Linked DNA regions of Mus musculus: regions 1, 2 and 4 are each linked to region 3. Evidence: chromatin contacts called from public HiChIP or PLAC-seq and promoter capture Hi-C data. All regions are on one chromosome and are shown on one strand. Each heading gives the region's core, a stretch centred on a gene start, on an enhancer-like site or on the middle of the called end of the contact. The rest is flanking DNA. Distances are from core to core; before and after follow the strand shown.

Region 1 (4,367 bases), core at 848-3,347, 430 kb before region 3:
AAAATTCCCCCCCCCCCCGGCCTCCTATTGCACAGTAGAACCTAAGTGTGCACCAAAAGTTGTGCCTCAAAGTTTTTAAAAATTAGTAATGTTTTAATAAACAACAAAGCAGTATATAAGATAAAACAAAAATGATCACATTGAAGTTGGACAAAACAAACCAACAGAAGGAAAAGAGCTTCAAGAGAACACACAAGAAACAGAGACCCATCCGTTCACACACTCGGGAGCCCCCATGAAAATACTAAACTGAAAGCTATGATATATACTCAGAGGACCCGGTGCAGCCCATGGAGGCTCTGTGCCTGCTGCTGCTTATTAAACAAGGCCCCCCTGCTGGAAAATAAAGAACCTTGCAGGATTTTAGCTGAATTGTCTCAAGAGCTGATAGCCATGCGATGAGTTCCTTCACCTGTGTGATTCAGTGTGCTTACCCTTAAGGTCACCCAGACCATTTGCCTTGTGGGATGTTGATGGATAAACCAGCAGTGTGGAGCAGCCCCTAGCACTGGGTACTTGCGGGCATACCTGCTTGCTGTAGCTGACAGGGTGTAGGGGTGCCCAGGCCTTTGGTTTTTCTATGCAACACACGGCAAAGAAATTTCATTGTTTTGAACTGCACAGGAAATCCATGTCCAACCTGAGGCTCGTGGCTTGTGAGTGCAGACGTACATTTATGTCGCATGACACTGCAACATAGCAAGCTACCCTGTACCACAAGCAGCCCGAGGCCACGCGCTGGACACCTGTGGTTTGTTGCTGTTGTTCATAGAATTACTACTAAAATTTTACGAGAGTGGCAAGAATACTAAACAATGCCTGAGAAAGCCCAGAATTCTAATAGAGACACAGAATAGACACACGTGGCATCAGGAAGGTCTACCATGCTTACTATGAAAGCTTCCTAGAATGAGGAAGGATGCTTTAAGTATGAGCTCCCCATCTAAAGTGACATCACAAGGTGCAGGGCAGTGCCTGCTGTTGGCAAGAACTCATGCTGGCATAGTCATCTGGGCATAGTGTTTCAGTATACAGTATAGTATTTCCTCTAAAACGTAAAATCAGATCCTGCAACCCAAGAATACAACCTGTCGTATCCATCCAAGGCATTGTTAGGATCTTGAAGAGCCATGTCCACTCCATCTCCCTACAGCATTATCCATAAAGCAAACCATGGAAGCAATCTGTCTGTCCTGCCTGGGTAAAAAGACAGTATACATCTATACAATGGAGTTTTACTCAGTCCCACAAGGGAGGGAAGCCTACCATTTGTGACTACATATATGGGTCTGGAGACAATACACTGGGTGAGACAAAGACACAGACAGATGCAATGCTGCACGCAGTCACATAGATAAACGTGAAACTGCATAGCTCATAGTAGCAGGAAGTGCAAGGTGGTTTCCAAGAGTAAGGATGAGGGATAGTGAGAGGGTGATGTTCGTGGGTCCTTAAGAGTCACACCACTCACAGTGATCTGCTTCTGTTTCTCTAGCTTGTGGAATGTTTAATTTCCCCGCATCTTAAATGCTTCATTCTGATAGGGTGGGTGGGAATGCAATAGATCCCTACACTAAAGGGTTCAGCATCATGCCTGGCAACTGATCAGATCCCAATAAGTATCATTAAGAGTGCCGTCAATCTTACTGAATATAGGAGTGGTTTCTATAGAAGCATATGTAAGCATTGAAAGGAAAAGAATTGGCTCACAACCCCCAAGACCAAGTTCTCAGCACTTAGGACATTTATTTGGCCCAAAGGGACAGAGGCCAGGGAATAAGAGACAAAGACAGAAAAAAAGAGGATAAGAAAGAAGCAGAAGGAAACAAGCAAGAGGGAGGAGGGGTATTTGTCACTGGGAGACAGAGGACAGAGAGGAGGCAAATGTGGCACATAGAAAAATAACAGTTTATAAAGGTAAAATGGCAAACACTGTTATGATGTGTTTAATTTTAATTGGGCATGTTAACTGGGTGAGCCAGAGGGGGCTCTGATAGCTAGACCTTGGTAGTCCGCCTCAGGAGGAGGAAGTGAACAGGGAAGGGAAAGCACCCTGGTGGCTAGCTTTAGGAATGTAATCTAATGGGTTTTAGCAAGACAAAGGGAAAGGAGAGAAGGGCAAGACCTGCCAGAGACCAGCTCTCCACCGCGCTTGAGCTGTCCAGAGTCCTTTCCAGAGTATTTGATGACATTTTCCAGTTTTCCACCGGGCTCATGGTCTTCTCTGTCTTATGTTTTAGGATTCAAATACACAAAAATAAACAAGGTAAGTGAAAAATATTAAAATGTACTTGTTACTCTTCAAAGGCGCAGACATACAGACACAGCAAGATGCAGCTTAAATGTCACTGGGAAACCGTGTTCTGGGATTTCAATCATTTTTTCCTTTTCATTGGTAAATCAAAACATTCTGGGGTTGGGGATTTAGCTCAGTGGTAGAGTGCTTGCCTGGCAAGCATAAGTCCTCGCTCCTTCGTCCTCCGTCCTCTGGTCCTAAACAAAAGAATAAGAGGAGGAGGGGAGGAGGAGAAGAAGAAGAAGGAAGAGGAGGAGGAAGAGGAGGAGGAGGGAGAAGAGAAAAGAGAGAAGGGAGAAGGGAGGGGGGAGAGGGGGAAGAAGGAAGTGGGAAGTGGGAAGAAGGAAGGGGGAAGAAGGAAAGGGGAAGAAGGAAGTGGGAAGAAGGAAGGGGGAAGAAAGAAAAGGAGAAAGAAGGGGGAAGAAAGATAAGAAGGGGGAAGAAGAAGGGGGAAGAAAGAAGGGAGAATTTGGGGGAAGAAAGAAGGGAGAAGAAGAAGAAGAAGAAGAAGAAGAAGAAGAAGAAGAAGAAGAAGAAGAAGAAGAAGAGGAGGAGGAGGAGGAGGAGGAGGAGGAGGAGGAGGAGGAGGAGGAGGAGGAGGAGGAGGAGAGGGGAGGGGAAGGGAGGGGAGGGGAGGGGGAGGGGAGGGGAGGGAAGGGGAGGGGAGGGGAGAAGAGAGGAGGAGGAGGGAGGGCAGAGGAGGGGAGGGGAGGGGAGGGGAGAACAGAGGAGGGGAGGGGAGGGGAGGGGAGGGGAGGGGAGGGGAGGGGAGGGGAGGGGAGGGGAGGGGAGGGGAGGGGAGGGGAGGGGAGGGGGAGGAGGAAAATTTTAATCAGTGGTCCTGCCCAAAAAATAGTGAATTTAACTCCTGGTTCTGTTTCCTTTCACAGACTCCTTTGCCACCTCCTCGGTAAGACATTAAAAATCACATTTGTGGGACTGGAGCAATGGTTCAGAGATTAAGAGCACTAGCTACTCTTTCAGAGGAACCAGGTTTGATCCCCAGCACCCACATGGTAGCTCAGTCCCAGGGGCTCTGAGGCCTCCACAGACACAGCACACACGTGACACACTGACAACACACAACCAAAGCACTCATACATATGAAATCGATTTTTATGAATTTAATCATTTTGTTTTGCTGTTAATTTAAATGATTTGTACCAGCTCCTGAAACAGAGAAGCACAGGCATTTGGCCTTGGAAGCTCTGTGAACAAGATCCAGCAAGCCTCCATCCATTCACATCGTCAGACAGTCCTTCCGTGGTCAGCAAAACTCCCTCCATTCATCTTCCTTTCTTAGTACACACATTTGGCGCAAATAACTTCCATTTTTTACATTTGCTTATTTATGGTGGGTAGTGTGCACCTACCACAGTGTGCTTGGGAGGCCAGAGGATAACGTACGGGAGTTGATCCTCTATTTCTACTAGTTGGAGCCTCGGGATAAAACTCAGGTCTTCAGCCTTGACAGCAAGTACCTTTCCCTGCTGAGCCATTTCACCAGCCCAAGACCAAGCTGGCCAAACATGCATCAGGCATATAGTGTTATACAATGTTAGTAAATGCCTAACAGTAACCTAGAACCTTCTGATTACCATGAAGGTACCCATTTCTGTAGAAGTGTCTCTACACTGACTGCTCTTTCTTCCCAGACTCTTCCTCCCTAAATACCAACATGATATGCTCTTCTTTTTTTTCCAAAACCCAGACAGAGCATCTTGCAGGTACACCTAGCTGCCCAGCCTCATGAGATCAGGACAGACAAAGCATCACTTCAGTCCCCACTCTTCCCTTGCATGGGGGTGGAGAGAATCTTGAGCCAAGGACTGTCTTTTTTATTTCCTTTCAAAACATCAGCATCCACCAAACTGCATGAGGAACTTTGTGAATAAGTACATGGATGGCTGGAGAACATGGATGGATAAGGCTTATCTTGACTTGCAAACATCTGCATGATTCCTAGGGGAGTTTTTGAAATGCAGATCATCCAGTGTGGAATAAGCAGGAGAACAGAATCCTCTTTCCCCGGGCTTCCTAAGGTCTAAATGGATGGCATGTTGAAAAGCAT
Region 2 (4,271 bases), core at 457-2,956, 370 kb before region 3:
TTTGAACCTATTTGTTTTTGTTTCTGGAGAGCGGGTCCTTTAGTTTATTTAGCAGGAGAAAGAGAAAAGAGGAATAGGTGGTGTCATGTTTTGAATATGCTTGGCCCAGGGAGTGGCACAATTTGGACATGTGGCCTTGTTGGAGTAGGTGTGTCACTACGGGTGTGGGCTTTAGACTCCCACTCTGGATGTCCGTATTCTGCTAGCTGCCTTCAGATGAAGATGTAGAACTCTCAGCTCCTCCTGCACCATGCCTGCCTGGATGCTGCCATGTTCCCATCTTGATGATAAAGGACCGAGCCTCTGAACCTGTACACCAGCCCCAATTAAATGTTGTTCTTATAAGAGTTGCCCTGTGCTGAGCGGTGGTGGCGCACGCCTTTAATCCTAGTTCTTGGGAGGCAGAGGCAGGTGGATTTCTGAGTTCGAGGCCAGCCTGGTCTACAAAGGACAGCCAGGGCTATACAGAGAAACCCTGTCTCAGGGGAAAAAAAAAAAGAGTTGCCTTGTGTCTGTTCACAGCAATAAGACCCTAAAACAGGAAGATAGCTTAGGGTGTGGTCAAAGGCATTGTCTCATAGAGCAAGGCAAAGAATCTCTGCCCAGACTTTCTATGTCTGGTACCTGCTCTTTCAGGGGCTGGGAGCTTGCCCAGCAGCTGGCATTGTGACTACCTCTTCTTCCCAAACTCCACTCCTCCAGGTTGGATTTTGCCAAAGCCCGCCATCTCTTTCCAGCATCCAACTGACATCTAGGCGCTGATCTTTGCCACCCACCCAGAGGAAGGAACTGGAGTCCAGTCTTGGCTTCTTTTGCAGAGCTTTGAAGGAATCGTCTGCCTATTGCCCATGAAGGATCTGCACTTCACAGTGACGCTGCTCCCATGCAACCTTGCTGAGGGACAGTTTTGGTTTTTTGGGAAGCAGCATCAAAGTCACTTGTTGTGAGCCCACTAGCCATATGATTCCCTTCTTCACTTATTGTGAGCCCACTAGCCTTATGATTCCCTTCTTCACTTATTGTGAGCCCACTAGCCTTATGATTCCCTTCTTCCCTCAGAGTGGGACTATTTAAGACTGTCTTTTATCCAGTAGACTGTAGGTATGAACCTAATGTGAAAAGGGACCATTTACCTGCAGACATTGAAACTTAGGAGATAGACACAAACTCCCACACACTAAATGAGCTCATAGCATCTTCTGACTGTCTCTCCATCAATCCTTTCCCTGCTGACTGTCACAACGTGCACGAGATGAGGCCTTAGCCTTCAAATATGATCTTCCTTAGCTTTAGAAATGACTTCGTCGAAGCTTCTATGCCTAAGCCAGCTGCTAGCTGTATCCAAATCTAGGGCTGCAGGCCCATCTCCTTCACTAGGGCGCCCCTTGAAGCTGTGATGGCTGAAGACTTGAGCCCATTTGTTGTCGCTTCACTTACTTAACTGTAGAACTTCAAGCTCCTTGAGGGCAGGCACCAAATCCACCCTCCGCAGGACCCAAGGAGGGCCAGGCGCCCATGGATAGTCCATTGAACCCAAAGAGAAACGCACTCAGTTCTTTGCAGAGGAAGCTGCAGAGTGTGCAGGACGGAGGGATGCAAACACTGCACCCAGTGGGTGCGATCGCCCCCAAGCTCAGAGCCCACAGCCCAGGGGCAGTGAAGGGGCAACCTCAGGCGCCCGCCTCTCCGCTGCAGTCGCGCCGCATTGCGCACGCGCGCCGCCGGCCCGACTCCGCCCCCCCGGGTAGGGACCTACAGCGGGCGCGGCGGCGGCGGTCTGCGGGCGGTAGCCGGCGGTCTAGACGCCTGTCCGTCCGCTGGGATCTGGGACCGTGCGGTGCCGCGGCGTCCGGGTGAGTGGTGGTGCGGGGCGGTAGGGACCTGGGCGGGCGCGGCCGGGCGTGGCTCCACGGTTCCGCGTGCGCGCCTCCGGGCTAGGCGGATCGGGTCGGAGACCCACGGCCCACCCTGCGGCCTTTGTGCAGCGCCGGCTCAGCCCCGCGACTTGTCGCGCCGGGCGGTTGAGCCGGCTTTTTAAAAGATGCCTCGGCCCCGAGCAGGAAGTGTCGTCAGGAGGCCATTTTTAAAGCCTCTCGGCCTCTGAGACTGGCTTGACGCGGCTTTGGCTTTCAGCGTTTGGAAGACACCCCATCTGTGACCGGCCGGCCCTGAGGGGACGCGACGGTGCGACTCTCGCACTCGCACCTCGCTCAGCGCCACAAGGCGCCCTGGCCTCGCCGGGCAGAGCGTGCATCCCTGCGAGCGCGCCAACAATAAACTTGAGGACCACGCTGGCATTGTCTTTGGAGCGGGTGTCGGGGTGGGCCTGTCCACAGAAGACCTGATTCTGGGTGGGATGAGTCTTGATGTCACCTTTTGCACGACAGCTCCATCGCAGCCTTTCAGTTTGATCCTGTTGCCTGGAGTTAAGAGATTGGGTGCAGATTAAGGCTAAGGAAAGGGTGCAGAAAAGGAGAAAGAACCAATGCAAAGTTTATGACCCGAAAAGGGAAAACCAAAAGATCGGAAATACCAAACTCCTCTTGTTTGTTGGGTATTTGATCTACCCCCATTAAATTACTTCTGCTATTAAAAAATATAGAATACCAACAATATTTATCAATTTTTAAAAGTGAACCATCAAGCACGTTGTCCTATTGAAAAATAGCCTACCAACCCAAACTCAATGTTGTGTTTGAGCTCTTAAAACATTACACCTTAAGTTTAGAGTTGAAATCACCTTCGAAGACAATTCCCCGAGCACCCTGAGCTTGCAACACTTGCTACAGAAGAGTAGCCAGCTAGCTTGGGAAGGTGTCTCAGTCCCGCTAAGTCACACATACAAAGTTAAGCCCAGTCCAGGACTATACCGGAGAGTATGCCCTTCCCAAGGATTCTGGAAGCCCAGAAATATTAATATGCTTGGAGTGCCATATTCAGCCTTTTAAATTGCAGGCATTATCCTTATCGAAGGCGTGCATTTATTTAAAATATGTTTTTCTCTTGAATCTGTTATGTTAGCCCTGGCAGGGGCATCTGATGTATCCGGCCCTGTTATGCTGGTGGCTGTTGAAGACTAAAGGGGGGCTTTGCCTTCTCTCCTGGCTTCCTCTGGATGGCAGTCATTAATTTTCAGCCCACTTAAAGAAAGCTATATTTTCTTTCTTGTCTATCTGCCATTAAGTAAGAGGGTCTGGGACAGTGTGTGTGTGCAAGAGGCAGAACAAAGGGCAGGTTCATAATTGTCACTGCCAGGGCTGCCATTTTCCTTAGGCACTCCTGGATCCTCTGAGTCAATGCAATGGCCGGCCTTTCATGACCAAGTCTGCTGACACTGTGGTAAGTGGGGGTCCTTCCCAGTGAGGATTCTCCCTGCCTTGATTGTTCCTAAAGTGCCTTTGATCTCCACTGCATGCTGTTGCTACCCTGCAAACGCAGCCACCTGCAGAAAAGTGGCTGGAGACTATCTAATCCAGACTACTGTCCCTTCATGGGTAGGGTCATGGGTAGGAGCGGGTAACACAGGGTAGCCTGGGAAGGCTTCTGAATCAGCCGTGAGCCCCACTCCAGCAAGGAAGCCCTCCATTTCGTTTAGGTTCCCAGGAAGCCCTCCTTTTTAAGCTTAGACTGGCTGCCGTTGAGAAGCGTTTAGAAGGTTGATTTGTTTTGCCCTTTCTTCAATAAATATATCCAAGAGACCACATCTTGCAGATCCCAGACTTACACCCAAGTGTCTGACTCTGTTGCAGGCCCGTTGGCGCAGCCCTGGCTTCCAAGCATAGATGTCTACACCACGGGCCTGAAGTCCTGAGACTTGTCCTCGGTGGCTAACAAGGCCTGAAAGAAAAGGAAGAGCCATAGAGACTTGCCACACTCTTGACTTCTGGGCCTGGAAAAGCAGTGCCCAAGAGGCCAGGAATCCTGGCTGTAACCTCTGCTCACAAGACGGGAGTGTTAGCTGGATGCTGCCTGCCACCACTTTCCACCTCAGTGTGACCTAGAAAAAGCCACATACCATCTCCTGGCCCTTCGTTTTAAAAGAAGCAGGTAATTGAAGTTTTGTTTCAAAGCTTGTCTAGGACCATATGAACCTGCTCCTACGGGCAGCCTTCATGACTAAGGCCAAGCAAGGTACTGCAGCATAGGCAATCAGCCAGCAATTGAGAGCTCTCAGTCGGCTTCCTGATAACAGGATCCACATTGAACTTGCCCATTTACTTCTGGCTCCACTTAGACTCCTTAGGGACAGCAACCCATCCAGGGGTGGCCTA
Region 3 (4,324 bases), core at 1,454-3,953:
CCCTAACCCTGCAAGTTCATCCAGGCATGTGTTGCCTCTGGCTTTCTGCATATATAGGCTGAAGTTCATTCCATTTGCAATGGCCTGCAAAGAAAATCGTCTGCTTCAAAGCAGGATTTCGGTTTTGAAGCATTTTGAAGCATATCACATCTAAAAGACCCTAGAAATTGTGGTTTACTGAAGCCATGTCGCTCTGAAACACCCTAGATGAGAGATGGAGAAGATGAGTTATGTTAGGGGGTCTTTCCCATGAGCCGAGGGTATCTATCTAGCAAGCAGGACCATTGTCTCCTATACTTCTAGAAGACAGTTCCAAAAGATAAAAAAAAAAAAAAACAACCGTAATTGAGTCTCAGGCTTGAGAATCCCGCATCTAATACTGTGTAGGTGAAATGAGCCGTCAGTGTGTCCTGAAGGTGTGACTGACTAAGAAAAAAGAAATCCAAGAAGTCAGCATTTCCTCAAGGCCCTTTGTTCTGCGAGTTCCCTAAGCAAAGCTGCTCAGAAAACAAATGTGTACTCCAAAATCCTGCTGTCTTCCAAGAGCACTGGCACTTGTGGTTTCTCTAGGAGAAACACTGAGCACCAACTGGCAAAGCAAAGGTGACTGCCCCTCCTCCCAGCCACAAATGAATGTACTGTGCGCTTATGGAAACCACAACAAATCAGGGAGAAATCCCGGCCACAGGAAAGACCCTTCAACCTGCACTAAAGCAGCAGCCCGAGAACAGGGGGCTATGGTCCCAAAGTCTAGAAAGTCACAGACCATACCAGCAATTGCCACTCAGACCTGTCATTTAAAAAGCAACCCAGGTGCAAGTCACAGAACAAGCCTCTGTTAGAAAGGGTAAATTGAGGTGTACTTCTTAAAGGACCAGGTTCCACTTTCTCGTCTCTAAAGGGAACTCTCTTCTGTGCCCAGAATATCTGAGTTTATTCCAACAGCCTCTGCTCATTCATTTTCTCAGCTAAGAATCGTTTGGTTTCTACGCAGCAGGACTACAGAAAGCATAAGCACACCAGGAGTGTGTATATTTGTGTGCGTGTGCGCGCGCATTTGTGCATGCTTGTAAATATGGCCACAACTGTACATGCCCATGAGGGTGTTTCTAAGCAGTTTTATGGAAACAATTGGGGGTGAGTGGTGAGATTTTGCCTAAGGAAACCTCCTCCTCACAGTCAAGCTCCCAGACAGACTCAGCAGCCAGGTCACCATCTGGGGTCGTTGGAGAGATTTGAGACATGTGATCGAAAGGCCCCTCCTCCTCCGCCTCCTCCTCCTCTCCCACCTCCCTGTCTCCGGAGGACACCGCATTTGGGATCATGTGGACATAGGCAGCAGCGATCTCCCTGTGGAAGACCGTGTCTTGGTTGTAGGAAATAAGTTCATTACTGATGTTTACCGTCTGCACGGGGGTCCGGAAGCAGAGGTGGCTGCACCCCAGCAGCTGGGCGAACACCTTCCGGAAGTCTGCATTAAAGGCATAGATGATGGGGTTGAGAGAGGAGTTGGCCCAGCCAAACCAGACGAATATGTCGAAGGTGGTCTCGCTGACACAAGGGAAGCCAGTCCTTGGGCCCTGGGCATCTCCACTGCTGCAGAAGGGAACCATACAGTTCAGGATGAAGAAAGGCAACCAGCAGCACACGAAGACCCCCATGATCACGGACAGGGTTTTGAAGACCTTGGTCTCCTTCTTGATGGATGCTCGCAGGCTGGGGTCAGGTTCGCAGGCCCCACGGCTCCGGCAACTCTGAGCATGCTCAGCTGCCCTTTCTAGGGAGGAGATACGGCGGATCTGAACCTGTGCAATGCGGTAGATGCGCGTGTAGGTCACTATCATGATGGCTACCGGGATATAGAAGCTGATGAGCGACGAGGAGATGGCGTAGGTTCGGTTCAGGCTGGAGTCACAGTTCTCTGTTCTCCCGTCTAGCTCCCAACCTTCCTCCCAGGGTGTCTCATTGGACAGCAGGCCCTCTCGGCCCTGGGAGCCTGCCTTGTCTCTGTGCCAATTGAGTTGGACCGGGATAAAGGAGATGAGGATGGACAAGGTCCAGGCCAGGGCCACCATGACCAGGGCTACACGCTGGGTCATCTTGCGCTCGTAGCGGAAGGGTCTGGAAATAGCCCAGTACCGGTCCACGCTGATGATACACAGATTCAGGATGGAAGCAGTGGAGCACATGATGTCAAAGGCCACCCAGATGTCGCAGAATGCCCCAAAGGGCCAGTACCCGGCCACCTCAGCCACGGCCTTCCAAGGCATGACCAGCAATGCCACGAAGAGGTCTGAGACGGCCAGAGATACGATGAAGATGTTGGTCATTTTGGCGCGCAGGTGGCGGCTGCGGACGATAGCAGCACACACTAGGACGTTGCCGAGCAAGGTCCAGACGATTAAGAGAGTCAGGAGGCCAGCGGTGACCACCTGCGCGGGTCCCAGTGGGGCTGCTGAGCCCCCGGGGGCGTCCACCTGCGCCAGTTGCCTCTGCAACCCCAGCCGCGCCCGATGTGCGGTGCCATTGCGCCCAGGAGGCAGCATGTCGCGCTGGGTAGCTCGGGCTCACTGCGTGCGATCCCAACTTCGCCCCTGCGCCCCGCGGAAGGCCCCATCGGGCACCCCAGAGGGTGCTCCCGGCCCTGCAGCTGACCGTCCCCAGACCCGAGGGGCGCTCACCCTGCACTGCTTGGGATCCTTTAATGGTATCAGTCTTGCGCGCCTCTAGTCCCCAGGATGGGACAGGAAGCGACCGGTGCTCGCGGGCCGATCCTGTCGGCAGCGCGCCGGACGGCGGCTGCCGCTGCGTCTGGTTCTGAGTCGTAGAAACGCAGAGCGGCCGCCAACGGGGGCGGGGTCCAGAGTCGCGGGCACCGGGCGATCTCTCTAGCGCGGTGGCTGCCACGGCACGGGCGCCCGCCCGCTCCTATCAGCCACGCTTCTGCGGCCCGCGCGCCCTCCCACCTGCGTCCTGGAATTGTGACTCTGCTGTCTTCTTCCAACTTTAGAGGCCACACACAGATCCGAGAGTGGCCTCGGTGCCATACCCTCGCCCCAAGCCCAGGAACTGGCTTCTCCCAAACACCAGGTGCCTCTCCTGGACCACCTCTGGGTGAAGAAGTGGATCGCAGAGGCCTCTAGACAAACCAGACTTGGAGAATAAGGGGAAGGCCTTCGATGTCACAACCTTATCCCAAACCCCTATTCTGGGTCACAGGACCCTGAATTCTCTACTCAGCTTTTCTGGTTCTTGGTTTCTTCTCCTAGAAAGAGAGACAAAAAGGTCCCCTTCCTGGGTGCGCAAGGATTTGAGAGAATCACCCAGAAGGTAATCCGGTGAGAGTATCCCCTAATCCCACCTCCTCCCCTCACGCCTGAGACTCAGGCCTCCTCAAGATCACCCCTCCTTTCTCTCCTTTCCTAATTTCAGACGTTCTCAATTTACTGAAGGGGCAGGGAGGGGGTGGAGGGGGCTGATGATTCAGTGTGTTTCACAGAAACTTAAAACTGTAAGAACCCAACCTGGAGAGGGAAAGTGGGGGCGGGGGAGGACTGTGGGGAAAGAGTGGAGAGAGAGCAGTGTTCCCAGGCCTTAGCACTTCTCTCACACACAAGTCTCGAGATGTTCCTCTCTCCCTGGTGGTGTTGAGCTCAGATGAAGTGAAAGCAAGCACCTGACGGTTGGTTGCTCTTCCCCTGCAGGTGTTGCCTCCTGTTCCCGCTGCTTGCCCTCCTCCCAGAAGCACTTGCGCTTTGAGCATCTCCCTGGGGCCCTTGCATCTGAACCTCCAATACCTTTGCATCTTTCACCTTGCTCCCATCTTTCTGCTGGGGGAGACGGACAGACCACCTGTCCGCGTGCCAGAGCGCGAACTGGACAGTCATCCTTCACTCGTGCCTCTCCTCTCTGTGGCTGGTGGCCTTGTCTCTGGTTTCATTAAGGTATCACCATCCCAGCCTCAGAGGCACTGACCTGCCCTGGTCACAAGCCCACCCTCCACTCAACCACAAGCAGAGTTCTCATTCTGCTTTTTGGTTGGATAGATTCTAGCATGGTTCCTCCCGACAGAGAAGTTCCCAACAGCTCCCCTTTGGCCAGGCATATCAGATAGCTCCCCGGTTTGTGCTTGCTTGTCTCCGCCCATAGCTCCTGTTGCTTCTCCTGAGGTTCCTCCAAGTTTGACCTGTGTTTGAGAAGGCAACAGTACTACTCCAAAGAAAGATCAGTCACCACAGAACACAGATGGGTCAGATGGGGATTTCCAAACCTGAGCTGGCCTCTACCACGACCAGGACATGCTGGAGAGCAGTCAGTCCCTCAT
Region 4 (4,355 bases), core at 1,796-4,295, 280 kb before region 3:
GACTTCTCAGGGAGAAGTATCTAGTGCATGCCACCGGGTAATTCACCCACATTAACAAAAGCAGCAAGTGTGGGATGGAGATGGAGCTAAGCCATTCTCAGAAGACTGTGAATATTGCAAATGACGGTGAGACCAATTAAAGTGGCAGTGGCTAGTCTATCCCTTTAAGGATTCTAACCTAGCTTTATCAGGAAGACAGCAGTTTGATCCGTGGAGGACGTATTTTTCAAACATAAAGAAATAGATCTCGTGTCACTGAAAGAATGGATTGTAGTTAACTGTGGTTAAACAACTATCCTGAATACTCTGAGGTTGATAAATTAATTAGTGTATCATTTTCCATAAAGAGGCTGCAATGTTGCAGATCCAGAGCTAAATTATCTTGGGCATCTTTAGCCCCACAAGTAGCTTTTCATTGCCTAATTGTGTGTGTAAGACCTAATGTCTTGTGACTATTCAGTAAGTCATTTTGGGATGTACAATGTTGCTTCTATCAACCCCAAAGCTAAGAATGTCATCAAATAGTATCTTAGGACTCTAACATGTCTCCCCGCTTTGTTGAATCTGAACCATCTGATGCTCCCACCAGTGAACTGTTCATCCTCTTCTCCTCCTCTCCTCTCCTCTCCTCTCCTCTCCTCTCCTCTTCTCTTCCTCTCTCCTCTCTCTCTCTCCCCCCCATTGTTTATAAATAATTATTTTCATAGAACATATTCTGATCCTAGTTTTCCCTCCTTTATCTCCATCCAGATCCTTCTCCATCACCACCCTTCCAACCCTACCCCTTCTTTCTCTCCAGAAAGAAAACTGGCAAATTAAAACAAAAATAAAAAACACACAAAAATAGAATTTAAAAACAAATAGACAAAAGAAAAGCCCCACAAGAAACATACAGAGAAACATACAAACAAAACCTATAAACACAAAATTAGAATCCATAATATACAAGCAAAAGACCAGTAAGTAAGAGTTTTTAAAAATTGCTCAAATGAGGCAAGATGAAGCAAACAAACAAACAAAATCCAAACAGACCATCTACTGCTGGGCATGGGTTAGAGTCCTTTAGTGTGGTTTGTATATTCGGTGAAACTCTTTTGAAGGAAGTTATTTTTTCCTTTGCAAGCATTTATTAATAGGAAGTGGCTTCTTGGTTAGGGATGGAAATCCATGTCCACCTCCCCCTCTTGCTGGGACCCATGTGGCTTGGACCTGTGTGGGCTCTGTGCATGCTACTACAGTTTCTAAATTGACATCTGCATCAATCCTGATGTCTAGATGACTCTGTTTCCTTAGTGTCCTTCTTTCTCTCTGGCTCTTAGGCTATTTCCACATCTTCTACATAGATCCCTGAACCCTGAGCAGAGGGGTTTGATGAAGATGTCCCATTTAGGACATGTAGTGAGAATCCCAATCTCCAACTCTCTGCACATTGTCCAGTTGTGGCTCTGTTAGCTCCCGTCTACTGGAAGAGGAAGCTTCTCTGATGGTGGCTGAATGAGACACTGACCAATTGGGATAGCAGAATGTCATATGGAGTCATTTTATTGCTACATTACTTTATCAGGACGGTGGTATTTGTCCTAGGTATTTCCCCTAGGCCTATTTAGTCTCGGGGTTTTGGTCACCAACTAATGACAGGCATAGCTTCTATCTCGTGGGGTAGGACTTAAATCCAGTCATAGTTTTTGCACAAACATTGTTTATAACCAACCACTATTGCACCAGCATGTCACACTCAGGCCAGGTTGCCATCGTAGATCTAAGGGGGGTTTAGCTGAGTTTGTGTTTACCTTTCTTCTCTGACAACCAACATATTTGAAGATTGTCTCCAATCTCCAGTGGAGCACACACACACACATACACACACACACACACATACACACACACACACACACACACACACACACACACACACACCACTTAGCCAGACTTAATGGGTTAAAAATATTCATGGCTTTGTTTTATTACAATAAGAACATCATGAAGCATTGGACCATGGGCTTTGTAGCAACATAAACATAAACCTGGTGGTTCATGTTTTGCTTAATAAACTGCACAGTGTTCTCTTTAAGGTAAGATATGGATGCTTGGTTTTTGTTCTTTTTAAAATTTATTTACTAAATTTCTGTGAATACACTGTCACTGTTTTCAGACACACCAGAAGAGGGCATCAGATCCCCTAAAAGATGGTTGTGAGCTACCATGTGGTTGCTGGGAATTGAACTCAGGACCTCTGGAAGATCAGTCAGTGCTCTTAACCACTGAGCCATCTCTCCAGCCCTGGGTATGTTTATAATATGTTATTGTAGTAGATAAAGAAATAGATCACCATCCCCCATACTCCAACAAGGAGTGTTTTGCTCTCTCCCCATCCATAAAAATGTATTCAGACAGGAATGGTCTTGGCTTCAGAGTGCCAACTCCCCTAAATGAAACCTTTCAAGAACAGCTCACACCCACTTCCTGGAGTTATCAAGTCATAGTTTTAGGCCAACTTGAGGCCACGTATACTCCAGAGTTCCCTATGGGGACAACTGAAGGAAGTAGAACCCCTTCCCCATAGTGGATGTCAGGTTCTTTGGCTCTGCCCTTTTATCTCCTAGCTATATAAGCATGAGGCATAAGAACAATCCTGAGTTTCTTGCATACGACATTGTCAGATTCCACCTCCTGGAGAATCTCCAACCATGATAAGGTCTGGGAAATACTTCATCCTTTAAAGAACTGATAGTAGTTCCAGATACAGCAAGTCCTCTAGAGAACTGGAAATTGTCAGCTGTCTCAGTTTCCACCTAAGTAAGGTCTATGAGGGTTCAATTTGACTGGTGATGCTTGAGTAAACCCAGAACTATCCCAAAACTTTTTTTTTTTACCTAAATTTACATGTCTATTGTTGGGAGCCGCCCCCACATTCGCCGTCACAAGATGGCGCTGACATCCTGTGTTTTAAGTGGTAAACAAATAATCTGTGCATGTGTCAAGGGTATTTCTCTACCCCATGTACTCTGCCTTCCCCGTGGCAACAACTCGGCCATGGGCTGCAGCCAATCAGGGAGTGATACGTCCTAGGTGAAGGATAATTTTTCTTAAAGGGGACGGGGTTTCCGCCATTCTCTCTCTTGCTTGCGCTCTTGCGCTTTTGCTCTCTGGCTCTGGCTCTTGCTCGCTTGCTCCTAAAGATGTAAACAATAGAGCTCTTACTCTGCGCTCTGGCGCGCTGGCGCGCTGGCGCTCTGGCTCCTAAAGATGTAAGCGGGGGGCCTTTTGTTTTTGGGGCTTGGGGCTTGCGCTCCTGCTCCTGAAGATGTAAGCAATAAAGTTTTGCTGCAAAAGATTCTGGTTTGTTGTGTTCTTCCTGGCCGGTCGTGAGAACGCGTTTAAGAGTCTATAATGTGCTATCATTATGCTTTAAAGTAAGTAACTTTGGTGAACCACAAAAAAAATCTAGGAACACTGGAACAAAGAGCTTTCCCCACTGGCAACCTAACTTGCATAATCATTCCATATTAGTTTATTGTGATTCATTATAACTTGAAACATTGCCTGAAAGCTTTACTTGACAGGGATAGCAAGCTTGCAGATTGAAAATGCATCGGAGTCTCCCTGGAAGGAATTTGTTCTTCCAATTGTGAGAATGCTGCCAGCAGTAGGAGAGTACCTGAAGCGACTTGTGTTCTCATGCTAATTATGTTACCTTAAAACCTTCTTGCAATGTCCTGCATGTAAAACTAAAGGAAGCCTGTCCCCAGTTGGCTTTTGACTGGCAGCCAATGGCTGGGCAGGATGACAAGGGAATAGGAGACAGGTCACACCGGAAAGGTGTAGGAGGATGAGACAGTCCGACACCTAGGTGCAGGGAGGAAGCAGCCCCAGGAGGGCTGCCTAGTAGGGTCCAGGGCAGCAAAGATAAAATACAGATTTAGTAAGTATTCACTCAGGAATATCAGAGGGGAGTGTGTGTGAGCCTAACGTGGAGTTAGGGAGTGGCCCAACCATTAAGCTGTTTAAGGTATTTAAAATATAAGTCTGGGCCAGGCGGTGGTGGCGCACACCTTTAATCCCAGCACTTGGGAGGCAGAGGCAGGCAGATTTCTGAGTTCAAGGCCAGCCTGGTCTACAAAGTGAGTTCCAGGACAGCCAGGGCTATACAGAGAAACCCTGTCTCGAAAAACAAACAAATATATATATATGTCTGTATATGTGTGTCTTTCTTTCAGGAATCCAGAACATTGGGGTAATAGCGAGAAGCCTGTGTGCACACACCAGGAATTACAAAGCAGTTTAATTGAATATTGTAACAGTATTTAATACCACACCTCTCCTGGCTCAAGTCTTCCTAGGAGCATCCCATGCTC

Evidence for each region. Promoter capture Hi-C pulls out the DNA fragments that hold promoters and counts their contacts. HiChIP or PLAC-seq counts read pairs in DNA pulled down with a chosen protein or histone mark.
Region 1: a contact with region 3 is called in a promoter capture Hi-C map of embryonic stem cells, with 4 times the contacts expected there. The contact joins the enhancer-like site here to the promoter of Drd5 in region 3. A contact is called at or near these places in 4 of 39 promoter capture datasets (the 3T3-L1 cell line, embryonic stem cells, pre-B cells and 1 more), 8 of 484 Hi-C or Micro-C datasets (all in embryonic stem cells) and 2 of 115 datasets of contacts at active chromatin or transcription factors (both in embryonic stem cells).
Region 2: an H3K27ac HiChIP or PLAC-seq map of embryonic stem cells shows a contact between it and region 3, with 5 read pairs. The contact joins the promoter of Zfp518b here to the promoter of Drd5 in region 3. A contact is called at or near these places in 7 of 39 promoter capture datasets (the 3T3-L1 cell line, the C10 cell line, HPC-7-derived erythroid cells and 4 more), 1 of 15 datasets of contacts at CTCF or cohesin (embryonic stem cells), 1 of 484 Hi-C or Micro-C datasets (embryonic stem cells) and 4 of 115 datasets of contacts at active chromatin or transcription factors (embryonic stem cells and stem cell-derived neural progenitor cells).
Region 4: a contact with region 3 is called in a promoter capture Hi-C map of embryonic stem cells, with 2.6 times the contacts expected there. The contact joins the enhancer-like site here to the promoter of Drd5 in region 3. A contact is called at or near these places in 21 of 39 promoter capture datasets (the 3T3-L1 cell line, 3T3-L1-derived adipocytes, the C10 cell line and 13 more), 1 of 15 datasets of contacts at CTCF or cohesin (the NIH/3T3 cell line), 12 of 484 Hi-C or Micro-C datasets (the G1E-ER4 cell line, the HPC-7 cell line, bone marrow-derived macrophages and 9 more), 7 of 115 datasets of contacts at active chromatin or transcription factors (embryonic basal ganglia, embryonic forebrain, embryonic stem cells and 3 more) and 2 of 9 other capture datasets (adipose tissue and liver).

What each region holds. Positions count from the first base shown.
Region 1 is chr5:38,750,666-38,755,032 of GRCm38.p6, reverse strand. Clnk (cytokine-dependent hematopoietic cell linker) reads left to right here. Exons shown (of 19, transcript NM_013748.3): 9 at 2,241-2,266; 10 at 3,187-3,206. Among named protein-coding and RNA genes, the nearest start is that of Gm22779, 53 kb to the right of the region's middle. Within about 2 kb of position 2,097, at least 5 of the 459 cell types and tissues checked have an H3K27ac peak or open chromatin away from gene starts, as enhancers often do. A contact at or near this core is called in embryonic stem cells, where this site is marked.
Region 2 is chr5:38,682,261-38,686,531 of GRCm38.p6, reverse strand. It overlaps Zfp518b (zinc finger protein 518B), which reads left to right and starts at 1,706. Exons shown (of 3, transcript NM_001177902.1): 1 at 1,706-1,853; 2 at 3,750-4,047.
Region 3 is chr5:38,317,888-38,322,211 of GRCm38.p6, reverse strand. It overlaps Drd5 (dopamine receptor D5), which reads right to left and starts at 2,703. Exons shown (of 1, transcript NM_013503.3): 1 at 1-2,703. The coding sequence starts at 2,546. The coding sequence ends at 1,110. Gm26560 (a long non-coding RNA gene) reads left to right here. Exons shown (of 8, transcript XR_868375.3): 6 at 3,270-3,330; 7 at 3,705-3,944.
Region 4 is chr5:38,597,406-38,601,760 of GRCm38.p6, reverse strand. No RefSeq gene overlaps it. Among named protein-coding and RNA genes, the nearest start is that of Wdr1, 38 kb to the right of the region's middle. Within about 2 kb of position 3,045, at least 33 of the 459 cell types and tissues checked have an H3K27ac peak or open chromatin away from gene starts, as enhancers often do. A contact at or near this core is called in embryonic stem cells and stem cell-derived neural progenitor cells, where this site is marked.